Regions from separate parts of the Macaca mulatta genome. Here region 2 is linked to region 1. Evidence: chromatin contacts called from public Hi-C data. All regions are on one chromosome and are shown on one strand. The core of a region is the stretch at or near the end of the contact, and the rest is flanking DNA. Distances in the headings are between cores, read along the strand shown.

Region 1 (2,700 bases), core at 17-2,516:
AAGTTAATGGGATTATTTCCTGTGTACAAGAATAGGGCTGCTAAGGAAACATTGTCGAGTAAATGCTGTTTGCAAAGGCTAAACTGAAAGGCCAAATCTTCCACGGGGAGGAAGTAAAGGGTGTGCCTGCACAGGCTCACGGGGAGCAGTGCCACCGGCGACTTGATTTGCCTGAGCCTGACTTCCCCTCTGCCTCACTGGGCTCTGATTCATGCAGACGGCCAGATGGCAGGGTTGCCAGGCCCATTTCCCTGGTCTCCAAGGTAGCAGGTGAGTTGGCTAGTTGGTTAGTTTTTGGAAAAACAGAGTTTACCTTAGACTGAGAGAAGGCCCCAGCTGAACTTTAAAGATTGGATAACTTTTCTCCTTGAATATGGAGAAACTGAGGATGCAGAGGGGGAGCTGGTCTCAGGTCACGTGGCCAGTTGTGGCAAGGCCTGGTGGGGAAGTAGAGACACAGAGATGGAAAATAACTTGCCTGGGTCATAGAGCCAGCAGCTGGGTTGTAGTGGGGAAGCTGAGGCCCAGAGAGGAGGAATGGCTTGCCAGGCTCCTACAGCCTCCCAGTGTCAAAGTTTGGGATGGAACCAGGTCTTCAACTCCCAGGAGAGAGCGTGCTCTGTCATCAGCCTGAGCTGCCATCCTCCCCTACCACAGAGACAGCTAAGGGAATCACTCAGGTGCATTCCTGTTTGCGGAGTCTCAGTCATCCCTGACTGGCTCGCCACACCTCAAGCCCAGCAGCCCCTTTAGATCTTATCAGCACAGCCCCCACGATGGCTCCTCACGTAGACCATCCTCAAACAGCATCCGTGTGCACAGGTGCACCAGGTGGGTGGAGCTGAGGGACATTCCAGCAGAGGGTAGACAATGGCTGGGTTAAGAGGGCTATCTTCTTTTCACACCTCCTGATTTCCTTGAGTTTGTAAATCATTATCCCAGGCTACACAAAGCAGGTATTGAGTAGGCCTTGTTGCTGTCCCTAGACACAGTAGACAGAGGCTACTCGGCTCCGAGTGGCGGGTGGCAGCTCCCAGGCCCTCTGTCCCCCTTCCCGGCACTGGGATTGGGTTACCCCATCTAATCCCTGCTCCTCCATCCACTCTCTTTGTGGCCATTGTAATTTATAATCGAGGGGCATGATGCAACCTGCTAATTACATTGCTTGATTTTGAACACATCCCGGCTTCTCTGACTCAGGCGGCAGAGGGAGGAGGGAGCAGCAGGCACTGCTTTGTGGCTTATCAGGCTTGGGTTATTCCGCTCACACCCGCTCACGCCTCCCCCCATCCCTCAGCCTTTGTTAACCAGGGCTTGCATCACCTCCTGCTTTCCATTTCCCCAGAATTTTTTTAACGGCTTTTTTTTTTTTTTATGAGCCGCTCTGTCTTGTTAGCTAATGAATGATTGTGGAGCAGTGATGGGGATCGCTTTGTGCCTCTATTAAATGTTACATGATTGCAATTATGAGTTAACAAGGGACAGCTAATAAAAAAAAAATAATCTATTTTGAGGCCTGAGGCAGACATGAGACTCGTTGCCTGGTTCCCAGGCTGAATAAATCAGAGCCCCAAGGACCACAGGCTGGACAAGGAATCGAACAAGGAAAGGATAGATGTTTGCAGGCCCCCGGGAAGTACGAGAGGCTGGAGGGCAACAGGTCCATCCCCAGGCCTCTTTTGAAGCCTTCCCACCTACGTGGAGTGTTTTAGGCTCCCAGAGGCAGGTGTCTGGACTATTGCAGTTGCTTCTTATCAGCCCTTCCTGTGTCCACCATTGTCCTGCAACCCCTTCTCCACATCACAGCTGAGTGATCTTTCAAAGATAGAGCTGGTCAGCCCGGGCGCGGTGGCTCGTGCCTGTAACCCCAGCACTTTGGGAGGCCAAGGAGGGAGATCACCTGAGGTCGGGAGTTGGAGACCGGCCTTACCAACATGGAGAAACCCTATCTCTACTAAAATTACAAAATGAGCCGGGCGTGGTGGCGCATGCCTGTAGTCCCAGCTACTCGGGAAGCTGAGGCAGGAGAATCACTTGAACCCGGGAGGTGGAGGTTGTGGTGAGCCGAGATTGCGCCACTGCACTCCGGCCTGGGCAACAGAGTGAGACTTCATCTCAAAAAAAAAAAAAGATAGAGCTGGTCATGCTGCTACCCTGCTCAAACTCCCTCAGTGGCAGCCCAAGACCTCCCTTCAGCACTGGCTCCTCATTTCAACTTTCTGCTTTCAATTAGCCTATTCCCACATCCTGACTGTCCTCACCAAAACTTGTTCAGAATAGGGTGAGGCCCTGGAAAACAAGTGACACCAAGAATAGGCAGATGAGGGCCTGAGCAGTGGGATGGGTGATGAACTGAGCACGGAGGGCCTGCAGCTGCTGTCCCTTTCCTCGGACTTACTCAGCAATGCCCAGGACCATCACACACAGACATGGAGTGGCGCGGGCCTCTTCGTCACTGATCCAAGGAGGCAGACAGGCACCTGGCCTGGGATCTTCCCTTGAGGGTTGCTGTCATGTGTCCCAAGGCTTTGCAGATGCTGGGTATATAGGCCAGGCGCAGTGGCCCACGTCTGTAATCCCAGCACTTTGGGAGGCTGAAGCAGGCAGATCTCTTGAGCCCAGTTCAAGACCAGCCTGGGCCGCATGGCAAAACCTCATCTCCACAAAAATAAGCCAGGCATGGTGGTGTGAGCCTGTAGT
Region 2 (2,716 bases), core at 113-2,612, 160 kb after region 1:
GCTCTCTGCCCTCCGGCGGTCCAAGGTCCGAGCACCCCCCTGCCGGCTGGTCTCTGGCTCCCGCCCCCGCTGCCCGGACTTCCAGTTCGTCTGGGACCAGCGGCCGGGAGCAAACTTCAGCCGGCAGCGGCAACGCAAGCCCAGCCCCCTCGGCCTCCTCCTCCGGCTCCCGCCCTCGGCTGGTCGGCCCAGATCGTACGTGCGGTGACTCCGGTGGGTGGGCAGGGCCCGCGTGGGCGGTGAGCCTCTCTCCGGGTGCCCTCCCACCTAGCGCGCGCCCCCTCCCCCTGCACCTAAGACGACAGAGGGGGACGCCGCGCGCCTGGTGCCCATGGACCCGCGTGGGGCACGGAGCCCCCACGCGCGCGCTCGCACGCACGTCCCCAGCCGGGAGAGGCGCTCGCAGCTGCCCGCGGCGCCAGCCGGGCACGACCACTTACCTTGGCATGGTGGAGGTACAGCAGCAAGGCAAGGCTCCAATGCACCCAAGAGAGCAGAAAGTTCATGGTTTCGGAGGCCCGACCGGGGCCGGCACGGCTCGCGCTCCCTCTCCGGCTCGGGCTGTGGGGCGGCCCGCTCTCTTCGGCGCCTCGGCGAGCTCCTCTTCCTCCCCGGGCCGAGGCCCGGGCCAGGGCCTGGGGCGCGCGCGCGGCTGGAGCACTGTCTGCGCACACCGCCGCCTCACCCGTCCATGAGCCCGGCTTCCAAGCGCCGAGTCGCCACCGCGGCCCCCTCTCTTCTTCCTTCTCTTCTTCCTCCTCCCCCTCCTCCGGCTGCGGCTCCTCCCGGCCCGAGCTAGCACTTCTCGCGGCTCCGCTCGGCTCGGCTTCCCCGGCGCGGACCACGGCTCCTCCGAAGCGAGAACAGCCCAGAAGTTGGACGAAAAGTTTCAGTGCGACGCCGCGAGCCCCGACCCCCTCCACCCCGCCTCCGGGCGCGGGCTCCGGCCCCTGCCCGCGGCTCGCCGCCGCGTCCACTGTCGGCCGCCGGCCGGGGAGGAGGTGGGCGCTGGGGCTGGGGGCGGTGTCTGTCTGTCTGTCCGTCAGCGCTACTGGTCCGCTGCGGGATCCCAAGGGGGAGGGCTCACGCCGCGCTCCGGCGGTCACCCCCAAAAGCAGGTCACTCACTTTGCCCCTGTCCCTCTCGCTGCTCGCACGCCCGCGCGCTCTCTCTGACCCCGTCTCTCTCTTCCTCGACTTCTCTCTGGAGCTCTTGCTACCTCTTTCCTCTTTCTGCTGGTTTCCAAAATCCACAGTGATTTGGGGAAGTAAAGCAATCTCCCCAAGCCGTCGGCCCGATTCAAGTGGGGAATGGCAAGCAAAAATAAATTAAAACGGGAAACAATACAGTTTAAAAAAAAAAATGTTTAAGAAAAAAGAAGAGGGATAAACCCCGGATCAATGAATATCAAATTCCAGCACGGAGCGCCCTGGCGGGTGAGTCCGCTGACCGGTCCACCTAGCCGCTGCGCCTCCCGACAGAGCGCTGGTGCTAGCCCCCAGCGCCACGACCTCCGAGCTACCCGGCTGCCCCAAACCTCCGCGATCCTCCCCGCTACCAGCCGACTTTAAAAAAAGAGGGTGCCTGGCTCCGCCCCGCCTGGACCCCGCCCCCGGCCCGCCCCGGGGGGCGGGGACAGGCGAGCCTCAGCCCCTCCACACGCGGCTCGGGCCCGGGCTCTGCGGACGCCCAGCGAAGCCTGGCCCGCAGCCCGCCGCAATGAAGGGGAAGCTCGACCCCCACCAGGGTTCACAGCCTGAAAATTACCCATCCGCCCCCGGAAACTCTGTCCAGAGACACGCGCCCGCGGGGCATTGGCGAGGAGGGAGCAGGAAAGTGAGGTTACGTGCGGACAGGGCCTGAGAGCCATTCCCTCTCTGCTAGGAATATTGAAGGGGGCAGGGGAAGGCGGACAGCCCGACAGGGACGGGTGGGGAGAGGGACACACAGATCTATTGGAATCCTGGAGTGACCCCTGGCCTTCTCCCTGCTCCAACGCCCTCAACCCCTACACGCACACGCACACGCACACACTCACCCACACAGACACACGTCCTCACTCTCGAAGACGCTGCTCGCTCCATTCACCCAGCTTCCCTGTGGTGGCCGAGCGCCCCCTAGTGACTGCCGTCTGCACACCCCGGCTCTGGCTAAAGAGGGAATGGGCTCTGGAGAGGGGTGTGCAGAGGGGTGGGGGGAGTTTGCTCCTGAACCCCCTATTTCTGACCTCCCAAACAGCTACATATTTGGGACTGGAGTTGCTTCATGTACAGAGAGCCCAGGGCTAGGCACAGGGGGCACAGTGTGTCCCTCTGACAATGTGCCATCTGGAGCCCTCATCTGGCCCGCAGACATCAAAGTGAGCGGCAGCCAACAGGCTGGAGTGACTGGGGTCCTTTGGGAAGTGTCCAGGGATGCTTCCCGGGGGGGAAGAATTTGGCACCAAGTTTGTGGAGCTGAGAACGGGAAGCTGTGTGGTTCCGGGGTTAGTCAGTGACTGGGAGGGAAGAGGACCTGTTGGAGCCCACGTATGCACTGTGGAGTCTGGCAAAACCCAAAGGGGGAGGCAACTGGGCAGACAGAGGCCCTTGTTCCTGCTGCCCCCCCAACCCCAGATGTTGCCAGGGAACTGAGGCCAGGGGGCTGGTGGGGGCGGATGGAGGCCAGGGCCTGCGTGATGATTCAAACCTACCCGCCAGCACTAAGGAACGTCTGT

Evidence for each region. A called contact is a pair of places that touch in the nucleus more often than the background predicts.
Region 2: a Hi-C map of fetal cortex germinal zone shows a contact between it and region 1, with 4 times the contacts expected there. The contact joins the promoter of VEGFA here to the enhancer-like site in region 1. A contact is called at or near these places in 2 of 14 Hi-C or Micro-C datasets (fetal cortex germinal zone and liver).

What each region holds. Positions count from the first base shown.
Region 1 is chr4:138,188,930-138,191,629 of T2T-MMU8v2.0, forward strand. All of the region lies in intron 1 of LOC144340350 (a long non-coding RNA gene), which reads right to left. Among named protein-coding and RNA genes, the nearest start is that of LINC03040, 73 kb to the left of the region's middle. Within about 2 kb of position 1,267, at least 8 of the 40 cell types and tissues checked have an H3K27ac peak or open chromatin away from gene starts, as enhancers often do. A contact at or near this core is called in fetal cortex germinal zone, where this site is marked.
Region 2 is chr4:138,345,957-138,348,672 of T2T-MMU8v2.0, forward strand. VEGFA (vascular endothelial growth factor A) reads right to left here and starts at 1,363. Exons shown (of 7, transcript NM_001278437.1): 1 at 441-1,363. The coding sequence starts at 1,046.